Linked DNA regions of Zea mays: region 2 is linked to region 1. The links are chromatin contacts, called in public Hi-C maps. All regions are on one chromosome and are shown on one strand. The core of a region is the stretch at or near the end of the contact, and the rest is flanking DNA. Distances in the headings are between cores, read along the strand shown.

Region 1 (6,865 bases), core at 1,954-4,453:
CCTCGTGTAGGGGCTGAGAGGGCTAAAAGCACGAGTAAAGGTCTAACCAATAGGGGGCAAGCCCTCATGGTGCACAGGGGTCAGCTTTCGTGAATTTTCTTGGTCGGGGCTCCGATTGAGCTTTTTCTTTATATAATATCGTGGGAACGGTTTTCTCCTACCGACTGAGTAGACATCACCACCGCAAAAACAAGATATGCATACAGAAATGGTTCTCGACACTTAAATACTGGTAATTTAGTTGAGCATAGCCATAGTTTAGTTATTAGTTAATGAACTTAGTTGAATCTAGTGTATAATGTCATTTCCAGATCTCAAGCTTTCTAAATGTCTCAAATTCTGTCTATAACTTTGGATTCAGGTGAACCAGACCTCACAAATTCATTGATACACAAAATTAAGAATTAAATCATAGTATCATACTGTTTGCAAATGCAAACAAATTCCATGTACAGCATGTACGAGAGTAAACTAGAGTGGTTTGGTTTGTACACAAAGTCATGGATATTATTTGTCACGAAAAAAATGCTAAGATCCAAGAGAATTTACATAGAGATGAGTAGACTTAACATTCGTTGGTTTGCAAGCAGTGGCGGACTAGGCACCCAGGCACCGCAGGCCACGGCCTGGGCTGCCTCGTCAATCGAAGAGTGCAAATCAAGTCTAAATATATGAGCTCTAGATAGAAGCAAGCAAGCACTATAGTGTAAGCACAGGCACAAACGATTGTGGTGTAATCTTGCCTAGGCTATCTTTAATTCCTGGGTCCGCCACTGTTTGCAAGCATATATACTTTTGAAGAAAATACCCCACTTCAAAAAAAAACATGTCTGATTACGATTACAGATGCATATGAACATGAGTTCCTAGCTGAAATTATGATATGCTTAACTCTACTCCTGCAACCAGTAAATTCCATGTGTTAGCATCAGTTATCTAACTTATGAATCAGTTATTAAAAGTATCAAAGTCAATAAGATGATTAAAATGCAACAGCCACTTATTACTCGAAGGCAGATTTTTTTTTACAAATAGAAGAAACAAGTTTACAAACTAGTAGGAATCGTTATGTACCTTGTTATCCTCAGCTCCAAAGTTTGCCAGACATTTCTGTATTACATGAGTACCATTGGGGTCATTGACAAGTAGCATGAAACCTGGCTGTAGGGCTGAAATAATGAGTATAATCAGCTCTCTGCTCGTAACTTTCTCTATTAATCTCTGTACTACCCTTGTCCTGGAACAAATAAATAAAATAGAATCATCAGATCATTGCATGCCCTTACTAAACAAGAGGGGTCACATTGCAATGTAGCATCACAGCACACTTGTTCTGATGCCCGTGTACTTTATTATACTGACCCCAAAGCACAACATTCTAAAATCAACAATTATCCTAATTGGTTGCTAAGGCTGTCTACATCAGCCTTACCTATCCCACCTTATAGTTCAAAATCCACTCTATAAACAGTACAGCCTACAGTGCAAAACAGTACAAAACAAAGTTTTATAAGACTATATGCACGATATGCTGGCCACATCCTAAATATAAATGTTTGTAATGTCAGACAGGAATCATGATACACTTTTTCTGATTATTTTCCAGAAGAAAAGATAATTACCCATGTGTGTTTAGAGAGATGGCAATCATCTTCACAGGGTCCTGCGTCAGCGCTAAGATGATCCTCAGTCTTTGCCCTTCATCACACACTTCCACCATCTCCTGTACAAGATAGTTGCCAGCACTGCTGATCATAAGGTCTGCAATGTGGTTAATGATTCCTTCAAAGATCGCATCCACATGATGCTTCCCTTCCAAAAACTTGTCCTGCAAATACCGGCACCCATTTTTATCCTTGGCCATGTGGTAGTAGATGGATCCTTCCTTGACACGAACCACATCGTCAAACCTCAAAGTCCTCAAATTCCCAAGCTCCGGTGCTCTGTTATTAACACGCCGGAAACTCCTCTTCCTCTCACGTTCCAGGAAGTTCATGTTCTTCCCACCAAACATTAGACTGTTCTCGCAATGGTACGCCTCTGCTACAGGAATAGCACCATATGCATAGTGTCGCTTTGGTCCACCTCGGAAATCAAGGGCAGCGGGATTCGAGCTGAAAAACTCCGCACCCGCCTCAGTGGGACTGCTGTCAGGATGGAATGCCTCAAACTGATTTCTGCCTCTCACAAACCCGTTGTCTGCCACAGGGACACCACCATATGCATTACCAGCCTGACTGGAAAGCAGGTAGGACTGGGCGAAATCAGGCTGCACGAAACCTTGGCCCCAACCAATGCCAGTGCTGGTGTCCAGGGTTCTGGGAAAAACACCAAAGTTATCCAGGCCAACGTCCGACACGAGGCGATGCGGCCGTGCTGCAACGTACCCGTCAGCTTTGGCCTGATCAAGGAACACGTGTTCATGGCGGATGGAAGAACCTGACGCCGCGAAGTTGTACCCGTGGTAGGCGCCGTGCGCTGCGGGGACCTCGATCGGGGTCGTGCTCATGACTGGCGCTGGGCCCTGGCGCAGGAGCGCGGCCTGCGCGTCCCCGATGCGCAGGCTTTGGAGCTGGTTCACGACCAGCTGCTGCTCCGGGTAGTCCACCCCCAGCGCAAGCGGCGGCGGCACCACGCTACCGATGAATGGTCCTGGAACCGGTGACGGCGCGGGGAAGCCCACGCCCTCTGCATCCCCGCCGCCGCCGCCGCCGCGGAGTGGAGCACCATTTTCGCGACGGTTCAGGACCATGTCGTAGTAAGCGTCCTTGGCGTGGCGCTGCGCATCGTAGCCGTCGCCCCCCGGGGGGCAGTGTACCCGTCGGCCCCCCAGGCGCATTGGTGAAGCGTACCCGTCGCACCCCGAGGCGCCATGCACGCCGTTGCCGTCGCCGATGACGCCCACCCCGCGCTGCCGCCCCTGCGGGGAGGTGACCTGGGGGATCTCGCCGAGAAGCAAATCCAGCTCTCTGTCCTCCGTCCACTCCGCCGCCGCCTTCGCGGTCCTCATCTCAATAGCGATCAAGAACACTCGAACACGCACGCAACCCAAAGTCCCAACTCCCAAACGATGGGAAATCAAAACCCGAATCGCAGACCCGGAGCGGGGTGATGGGACGGCGATTCAGGGGATCGGGTGTGGGGGTGGATCAGGATTGGGGAGCAGGGGTTAGCAGTAGTGCAGGGAGGCGGAAGGGGAGGTGGAGAGGCCGGTGAGGCATGCAAAAGGGAAGAGCCGGAGGACGGCAGATGGGGTGTGCGGTTTTATAGCCAATCACTGGGCTTCAGGGCTGGGCTTGGCGGCTTTGGTCAGCTCTCTTCCTTGGTCCTTCTACCTCCTGCTGTCCTGCACTCGCATGGGTGGACACGCAACAGCCCTGTGCAGCGCATTTCAGGGATCTTTTAGGAAGAGGTTGCTAACATCGCGTTGTGTTTGTGTTTATATCACGATAAAACCGAAAACTTAAAACAGTCCCCTCATAATTTATGAATCGATAAAAAAATACTAGTAATGTTATGTTCACCGAATTGAAATCCGGAGAGGTTGTTACACTGCTTTGTTTGTTTTCATCATGCCTAAAAGTAGTACACTAAAAGGTCATGTAATGTTTTGTGAATCAGCATAAAATTATGAGAGGTTGTTTTTATCGTACTAAGATCTTGTTTGTTTTCTTACTAGATTATATAAGTTGGATTATATTAAAACTAGAAGAGTAAAATATTACTATGAGATCACAAATAAGCTGAAACAAGCTATCCAATACTAGCTTATTTCAACTTATTTATAGTTATAAAGTGATATTTTACCTTTATACCCTTACATTATAATCCAACTTATATAATCTAGAAGGAAAATAAATAGCTCTAAATTATATCCACAGTATGTCGTGTTCAACGTTTAAGATTATTTTTGTTTTCACCACATGTTTAACACTAAAACGTCCTGCCATATATTTTGTGAATCGGCAAAAAATATTATGGGCCTGACTGCTCTAGCTTTAAAAAAAATAGTAGAGCTAAGGATTTTTTAGCTCCAGCGTGGAACTATAATTTATAATATAAATTTAAATTGTTATAAAGTATTTAGTTTAAATAATGAACAAAATGACTTATCTAAATCTCTTCTAAACATTCATAACTCTAGCTCCACGATTTTCTAACCTTTTCCACCAACTCCATCAATTTTGTGGGGCTAGAGGAGTCCCAAACAAGTCCTTGGTAGAGCAGGTTATTAGGTGCTACAGAAAACTGTGGAACTAGAGTTGTGAATCTTTAAAAGACATTTAAATAAATTATATCGTCTATTGTTTAGATTAAAATTATTTTTACTATTTAAATTTATATTATAAAGTACAACTCCACATTGAAAATGGAACCTAGGGCCAGGGCCAGCCCTGGGTTTTCTAGGGCCCTAGACCAATCTCGATGTTTGTGCCTCTTAATTTATTTGTTCTATCGTCAATGATTATAGTAAATAGTGAGAAATAAGAACAATGAAAATAATTGTAAACCAATATAAATAATTTAAATGAGAAGAATATTTAAAGTAGTCTAAATTGCAATTTTAGATTATATATAGCTTTAATGTCTATCAAATAAATAACTCTATCGAATAAAGGTGCTAACATCAAATCATCCAACAAAGTTGTTTGCATCACTTATAATTCTATGATAAAATCATTGCGGTCAACATCAGATGAGTTATCGTAAGAAAAGGTTTCTGCAAAAGTAATGCAACACTTTCACAAATTATGGTCATCCAAAGACTTTAGGTTCTCGAAGTTTAATAAACAAACATGTTTTTAAATACCTTCAATTACTCGAATAATATATATTGTGATATCAATCATGACAAGAAAATAATTAACTCACTCACTCTGTGGTTGATAGTATTTCTTCCTCATCTTGATCATTTTGCTCATCAAAATGTTTCTTTCTCTTTGCCTGATGGTTTTTAGAAAACATTGGCTCTACATCCATCTCTTTTGTAATTTATTATGTGATTTTAATGCAACCATTGAAACCTTCGTCTCTATCCTTCTTTAAATACGAGATGACCCCTTTGATTTGTTCAAGTACAGTATATGTGAATACAATCTGAAATTGCATTTTTTTACTCAACATATCTATAGGAAAATGAAAGGGAATTAGGCTTACACATTTTTGCTGTTTGATTTTGATGGTTGAATTGCCCAACATAAATAATTGAACTAACTGGTTTGCTCTAGATTATGAGTTCTACAGGTGCCAAAGGTTCACATCAAACCAATAAAAAGACCGAAAAAGGATTCAAATAGAGAGAGCAAAAGTCAGCCGAAGTGTCCTCAGGTCTGGCGCACCGGACTGTCCGGTGTGCCACCGGACAGTGTCCGGTGCACCAGAGACTCCAACTCCGAACTGCTCACCTTCGGGATTTCTGGAGGGCACTCCACTATAATTCACCGGACTGTCCGGTGTAGCACCGGACAGTGTTCGGTGGCGCACCGGACTGTCCGGTGTGCCAGCGGAGCAACGGCTACTTCGCGCCAACGATCGTCTGCAGAAGGCATTAAATGCGCTACAGTGCGCGCCAGAGTCAGAGCAGAGCCAGATGGCACACCGGACACTGAACAGTGCCTGTCCGGTGCACCACCGGACTGTCCGGTGGCCCAGAAGACAGAAGCTCCAACGGTCGGAATCCAACGGTTTGGTGACGTGGCAGGCGCACCGGACTGTCCGGTGCGCCATGCGACAGTAGCCTTCACCAAACAACTAGTTAGGTGGTTGGGGCTATAAATACCCCCAACCACCCACCACTCATTGCATCCAAGTTTTCTGACTTCCCACACCTTACAAGAGCTATAACATTCAATACAAGACACACAAAAGAGATCAAATCTTCTCCCAAGTCCTTAGTTCATTCCAAATCAAATAGTGACTTGTGAGAGAGTGACTTGTGTTCATTTGAGCTCTTGCGCTTGGATTGCTTCTTTTTCTCATTCTTTCTTATGATCAACTCAATTGTAACCGAGGCAAGCGACACCAATTGTGTGGTGGTCCTTGCGGGGACTTTGTGTCCCGTTTGATTGAGAAGAGAAGCTCACTCGGTCTAAGTGATCATTTGAGAGAGGGAAAGGGTTGAAAGAGACCCGGTCTTTGTGACCACCTCAACGGGGAGTAGGTTTGCAAGAACCGAACCTCGGTAAAACAAATCCTTGTGTCTCACTCTTCATTTGCTTGCGATTTGTTTTTCACCCTCTCTCTCGGACTCATTCATATTTCTAACGCTAACCCGGCTTGTAGTTGTGCTTAAGTTTATAAATTTCAGATTCTCCCTATTCACCCCCCCTCTAGGCGACTTTCAATTGGTATCGGAGCCCGGTGCTTCATTAGAGCTTAACCGCTCGAAGTGATGTCGGGAGATCATACCAAGAAGATGGTGATCGGCGGTGAGAAGACCGCTACAAGCCACAGGAAGGCCCCATCAAGGGAATCCACCGACAACAAGAAGGATGGATCCCCTTCACGCATTCGATCGCACAAGAGTGGCGAGAAGAAGAAGAAAATGAAGAAAGTGGTCTACTACGAGACCCACTCTTCATCGCCCTCTACATCCGGATCCGATGCCGCGTCCGTCACTTCTAAGCGCCAAGAGCGCAAGAAGTATAGTAAGATTCCCCCTACGCTACCCTCGCATTCCAAAACATACTCCATTACTTTCCGTCCCATTAGGCAAACCACCGACGTTTGACGATGAAGATTATTCTAGGTGGAGTGATATGATGAGATATCACCTAACCTCACTCCATAAAAGTATATGGGATGTTGTTGAGTTTGGTGTACAGGTACCATCCGTAGGGGATGAAGATTACGATGAGGACGAGGT
Region 2 (6,922 bases), core at 1,519-4,018, 220 kb after region 1:
CTAGAATCCGTAGCGGGTTCTCTCCTCTCGTGGAACTATGTAAAGGCTTCGCAGTGGATCCCTAGCCACTCACCTTGGGAGTGTCTAAGGGTCTTGCAAACCCTGACTAAACGGGAAACACGTCTTGTGGATAAAGATGCGCAACCTCTACAGAGTGTAAAGCTGGTATATCAGTCGTGCTCACGGTAATGAGTGGCTCGGACCCTCACGTGAGTAACTTATGGAATTAAACTTAATCTGTCATTTGCATTGCATTTTGGGTTTTTTTTTGTTAATTGTGATCAATTATTTAATTAGGTTGATATCTACTTATACTTAATAATTGCTGATAAAATTTTAACCAACACTAAAAGTAATGCTCAACTTTAAATATTTTCTTTGGTAAGCCTTATACTTGACCTGAGCCCCCACGTAGGTGAGCTCATGCACATTATTACTCACAACTTATTGAGCGATGAACGAATGTGAGCTCACTCTTGCTATACTCACAACCCCCTAGGTCGAGGACATGTACCGCCAAGATGAGGAGCATGAATGATGTCGTGATGAGTTCGTGAGAGATCTAGGCCGTCGTCTCCTAGTCAATTATGGTTGTGGAGGATCGATCTCTTCATATGATGTAATTATTTAACTATTTTGTACAGAACCCCTACTGTGTAGTAAAGATGCGACATTTGTTTTTGTACCATGAGTTACCATATGTGTGAGACTTGATCCTAGCACACATTTAATTCGCGTTCGGGTTTGTCCTTAAATCTGGGCATGGCAGTCTAGGACGTGCTCGATGACAAGGAGGAGTGAGATCCACGGCACTGGATATTTGACACAGGGACTTCTAACCATATGACTGGATGCTACAATGCCTTCTCCGACTTTGACACAGGCTGATGGACGTCTCCGGCATGGTCTGGTTTGGCGATGGATCGACGGTGAGCATCAAAGGACGCGATACCATGCTCTTCAAGTGCAAGGATAGACAACATTGCGGGCTCTCCGACACCTTCATCGCGCATCTCATTGCCAACATTGTGAGATGTGGGCAGTTGGATGAGGATAACCGTGAGATCCTAATCAAGTTCGGCGTGATGCGAGTCCGAGACGAACAACACCGAATTCTCGCTAAGATACAATGGGGGTTGATGCGATTGCATGTGCACAACCTCGCCACTGCACGACCAATCTACCTGGGTGCACACGTTAGAGAGGACGTGATGCCTTTCTATCTTTAATTAGGCAGAGCGCGAGAAAGGGAAGGAGCGGAAGATAGGGCGCCGACGCTGCGAGGTAGATGAGTGTCGGAGAGGGAAATCTCCGGCCGGGTGGCGGAATGCACCCGCCCTAATCCTAAGATGAGGAGGGGGCTTAAGCGTTTTTCCTGTTGGTAGATGAACGATGAACTCAAGAACACGCAAGAGTTTAGAGTGGTTCGGGCCGCCGGAGCGTAACACCCAACTCCACTGTGTAATGTATTGAGCTTGTTTGAACTTGTGAGCCTGAGCTAGGTCTAAGTGTGCTTAAGTCTCCCTTGTAACGTTGCATGCCTCCCCTTTTATAGCTCAAGGAGGGCGTGTACAAAGGTGCTGAGCCCCGACATGTGGGCCAGGAATATAATGGATGTAATACTTAGAGTTGCTGGAGCAATCTTCTTGCACCCTGACATCCACGATCTGCGTGGTATTGGCGTGCAGGGGAAGCTTCCCTGGCAATGCATAAGTGATGGTGGACACAGTGCACCTTGCAGCATGGGCGTACTGTTTGGCAATGGACTGGACAGGCACGCCGCCTGCAGGATGGCATGGACGTCGCCTGCCAGCTGAGTGGACAGGTCACAATAAATGCTGAGGTGGCACATCGCCTGTCAGCAGAGTGGGCAGGCGACGCGTCTTCTCTGCAATAAATGCAGAGACCGCGCGACCCAGAGGCCTTACGTCAGGCTCCGCCCACTGACTTACGTCACGGGCAACAAGCCATGTGGCAGCATCGGGCCTCCGCTTAAGCGGGGAGCGTAAGCGCACATGATAAAGCCTGGACACGTGTCAGTTCCAGACCCTTGCTTAGGCCAGGGTATCCCCTGTCCCGGGACCTTGCTGTGGGTGGCCTGGACCTCGCTCAGACGGGTCCGGACCTCAGCCAAGGGGTCCGGCTTGTTTGCATGGGAGCCCTGGAGCATACTCGGAGATCCGGGTCGTGAGTATAGGGGTCCGGCGCTTTCTTGAGGAGGTCCAGACCTACTGAAGGTATCCTGGAGTATACCACCTTTTCCGGCCACGTGACGACCCCGGAGCTACCTATGCGGAAAGGTTGGGTGCTGTTTACCGCGCAACTAGAGATAGCTGCGCGGGCTCCGTGTTTTTATGCTGTAGTAAGGGGTACCCTGGTCTAGGGTACCGACAATGAGGATGGCCAAATTCGAGAAAATGGCGGCGTCTGCGTCGAAGCGGTGAAAATGTTAGGGTAAAGAAACGTGAATCAATGGGCTTTTAAATGAGAAACCAAATAAAGGCCCATTACGATTTGGTTGAGAATGATTAGGATGATCCGGCTTGATCGTTACACAATGGATTACTCTAGTTATTTAAAGTATAGAGCTTTTAATATATAGACTATATATATAAAAATTATTGTATAAATGTATTAAAAGTCTAAAATAAATTTTAATTGGGGACAGATAAGTACATACAACTAAACCTACCCAGAAGTCGCCGCCCTTTGCCTAGACTCCTTGAGCCTTCTCGTCTCCCCCCTTCGTCCGCACCCTATAACCTTTGCATCATCTTCCTTGCCCGCGCCCTAACCCTTGCACCCTCCTCCTTGCTGCCGCCGGGGCCGATCTCCGCTGCCGCCAGCCATGGAGGACTTCTGCGTGGTGTGCGCAGATACGCTGGAGTGGGTGGCCTACGGTCCGTGCGGTCACCGCGACGTGTGCTCCACCTGCGTCGCTCGCCTCCGTTTCGTGATGGACGATAAGAAGTGCTGCATCTGCAAGACCGTCTGCCCCTTCGTCTTCGTTACTAAGGTTCGTACCTCCAGGGTTTGGTCTCCCCGGGCGGGACTAGTTCCTTATCTATGGTGTGGTTACGCTGTTGGATCTTGGGGTCATCTAGGGTTTCGGTCGGATTGCCAGATTGGTTCTTTCTATTGGAATTAGATGTGAAGGATCCCGTTCCGCGACTGGTACCATGAACGTTTTAGGTAAAATAGCGTGAATATACGATGCTTTTGACATCTTGTAGCCTGATATGGTCAGCATAGGTGTCTAATGATTTACTAGTTGACTGGATACTCGAGGCTTTGATGTGGTCTCTATCAGGAGGAAGGTTACACTAATCATTTTAGGTTTGTAATTTTAGCTTTTCAGATGATTGTTAGGTTTATCAATTGGATTGTTCGAGACTTTATGTATATGTGTTTGGTTTTTAGAGTGCTAATACTAAAAATAGTACTATTTATGTGTTGTACAAAAAAATATGTGGTGAATTTCATGAATGAGAGTATTTTTATGTGAGTTGACAACATTTATTCCTGAGTCGTACTTGTTCAGATGATTAATACACAAAATATCTTGTGTGGTATTTTTGTGTGCTTCATGTTTGATTACTATATTGATCCTGTAGGAATATTGCTAGTGAATTCTTAGTTACTTTTCCAAGTTTTATCTTCTGTAAATTTTTACTAGAATCATTGTTGGTCATGAAGCTAGTATGTTCTGCATCGTTAAGACAGTTACTGTTTCCCCGGCATTAGTATGGCCGGTGAACACTGCTCAAGTTTTGTATTCATAGCTAATCTTGTAGTGCCTTGTAAACTTCGGACATCAAATTTGACAAACAAGAAATTTATGCGAGCTTCTATGTGTGTATCTGGCTTTTTGCACACTGAATCGTTATACATTGTATGTTGCCAAAACACACTTAGAAACGTTAACATACTGTTCTGAGCTTATTTTCCATTTTAAAGGACAATAAGATTGCATGTGAATATAAATATATATTTTTTCATTACACAGGCCATGGGTGAATACACTAGAGTGGTTGCTGATTTCTCAGTGTTCCCCATTGGGGTAAATGAGGGCAAAGCTGGTGATTTCTGGTACCATGAGGATACTCAGGCATACTTTGATGATGTGGACCACTACAGGATGATACGGGCAATGTGTCGACTTTCTTGTAGCGTTTGTGACAATGCAGAAGATCAGGTTGCCCTTGCTGCTCAAGCAAAGCGCAGAAGCAAGTTCAGGAGCATCGATCAACTAAAGGGACATTTATTCCATGTGCATAGGTTGCACATGTGCAATCTTTGCTTGGAGGGGAGGAAGGTGAAATACTTGATGAACTGGCATATTATGTGTTAGGAATCACACTAATTTGCGTTTCTAAGTGTCATCATTTCTTAGTTGATTTCATGGATTATGCTGTCAAATTTAAAAACAAAGTTTAGACACATGTTTTGAATGATCTATAGCTGAATTTTCTTTGTTCATGCATGGTTTTTTTCTCTTATAGATTCCTTCATTCTACATGTACAGTTCAGTAAGTTTATTTTGGCAACCAATTTATGTATGCTATAGCTTACCTAGTAAGCTGTAATGTCTTAGTGAAAATTATAAAATATATTTTGAAATTGAAAATATTGTTTCCTTCCTGTAGATTTTTTTGCTTGGTGTAATAAGCAGAACTTATTTTGTTTATTTATATAACATGGTTTGATTTCATGATTTGATAATGTTTTTTCAGAAGATGCATCTCAAATTCTCAACACACTGGAGACAGTTGCAATGGATAGCATATTTGAACTAGCTAACCAGAATACATGATTGTTGTTTACAACTAGCATGCTTGACATTGTTCTATCCGTTGCTTATGTGAGGTCTTTGGTGAAGAAACTTTATGATGCTGTTCTCTCTGATTCAAATGTAGGTCTAGGTTGAGGTGCGGACACACACCGGGGGGGGGGGGGGGCAAAGTGGGCCATGCCCCCCCTGATTTTTTGAAGTTACTTATATATGATATATATTTACTGTAAATTATAGAAAATATAAAAGGTATGATGGGCCAAAATGGCAAATTCAACTTCACTAGGCCTCCTGTCCACTAACCAGCCCAGCCAAAAAGCCCTAGAATATGCCTTGATAGACCTCTCCGGCTCCCTCACCCTCAATCCCTCTACATCTTTCCAGCTGCCGCCAGCTTTTTGATGTTGTTGTGCGCGTGCAGGCCAGCAGGCGTGCCCCAAGTGCCAAGTCCGCAACTGCTTGCCACTTCTTTCCATAGTGCAATCGCTAGGCGCGCAGGCATAGCGTCATGCAGTTTCTTGCCCCCCCCCCCCGGATTATTGTCCTGTGTCTGGCACTGTTGTTTAGGACAGTGACACATGGCATGTTTGGTTCAAGCCCTGGCAGGTAGCTCCCAAGGTAGACAACATTGCAAGGATGCATGTGTCTGAGGGACCACTTCCTGGTCCAGGTGGCTCTGTCCAGGAACTAAACCAACTAGACCAGTCTCCAAAGGGACACTTTGACTAGAAACGCTTGTTAATATATACCAATTTTAGTGTGAAAATCTTATATCATAAAAACATTTACCGTGATGAATCAAGTACCATCAACATTTTTTTGTGAACCTGTGTAATGCCAATTTTTTCCATATATTTAGGGTTGCTTTATTACTGTCATACGAGTGTTCACTATTTTTTCATTGGTCATTGTTGTCTAGTAGTCAACATTGTGGAACTGGGGTTATGTAATTTGCACTCTAAATTGCACTTACAATTTTCATATTCATGACTGTTTATTGAAATATTCTGTATATATTTCGAAGGTGTTCATTTGTGAACAAAAGCTTTATTCAAGGTCTCAGTTAGCTCAGCATATCAAGACTGGTGACTCTGAAGTGGATGGCTCTGAGGTAGAGCGCAATGGTTTTGCTGGTCATCCATTGTGTGAGTTTTGCAAAAGTTCATTTTACGGAGATAATGAGATTTACATGCATATGTCCAGGGAACACTATTCTTGCCACATATGCCAGAGGTATACTGCAACCTAAGTCCCTATCATAGCTTATGCAGCGATTTATTCGATGTGTTGAATTTGTGGTTGTTGTTTATAGGCAGCATCCTGAGCAGTATGACTATTTTCGGAACTATGATGACCTTGAGGTATGTTTTGCCAAACTGATCTATTTAGGCATCTATCTACTATCCAACGTAAATGCAGCAAATCAACTTGTAATTCTGTTCCTGCCCATTAGCTCAGGCAAATTGTATCTACAGTTTTACTTGGCGCCTAGCTGGGCTCCGAGACCCTTGGGGAAGTGGTCATAACTGCATTCTCATATGTGCTCATTCAATTCAATTCAGTTGCATTTTCGAAAGGACCATTTTCTTTGTGAAGATGAAGCATGCTTGGCAAAGAAGTTTGTTGTTTTTCTGAGTGAAGCAGAGCTGAAGGCAAGTTGTACAAGTTATTGATTTGCTAATTTGTATTAGCCATTAACCACATGTACCGAGTTTTTTTGGGTTCTTATTGAGTAGTGTATTTCAACAGAGGCATAATGCTATGGAGCACGGTGGGCGAATGTCTCGTTCCCAGAGGAATGCTGCACTTCAGGTGTGAACTTCATTATAGTATTTTTGTTTGCTATCATGGTTTCCCTCTATCCAGTGTTTCTGTCTTGGTAAAAGATAAATTATATTTCCATTAATTTATTTGGTTCATTCAGATTAACTTTTATAATTTGCCTCTTTCAGATACCTACCAGTTTTATATATCGCAGAAATGAGCAAGCACAACGGCGTGGCAGAGGTAGGGGGCGTAATGCTCTCCATGACCGATTTGACAGTCATATCTCATCATCTGCACAAAACGGCCAAGCAACTGCCGATCGCCGTCTTGATAGTGTTTCAGGGTCATTTCAGTCATTAAGCA

The links. Hi-C and Micro-C count contacts between places; a contact is called where the count stands out from the background.
Region 2: a Hi-C map of tassel shows a contact between it and region 1, with 3 times the contacts expected there. The contact joins the promoter of LOC100383253 here to the promoter of LOC100383506 in region 1. A contact is called at or near these places in 4 of 25 Hi-C or Micro-C datasets (ear, endosperm, leaf and 1 more).

The regions. Positions count from the first base shown.
Region 1 is chr1:20,156,378-20,163,242 of Zm-B73-REFERENCE-NAM-5.0, forward strand. LOC100383506 (Putative pumilio homolog 7 chloroplastic) reads right to left here and starts at 3,204. Exons shown (of 5, transcript NM_001176154.1): 1 at 1,623-3,204; 2 at 1,075-1,237. The coding sequence starts at 3,010.
Region 2 is chr1:20,379,356-20,386,277 of Zm-B73-REFERENCE-NAM-5.0, forward strand. It overlaps LOC100383253, which reads left to right and starts at 2,769. Exons shown (of 7, transcript NM_001175914.1): 1 at 2,769-3,016; 2 at 4,007-4,315; 3 at 5,817-6,025; 4 at 6,105-6,153; 5 at 6,355-6,444; 6 at 6,542-6,604; 7 at 6,745-6,922. The coding sequence starts at 2,849.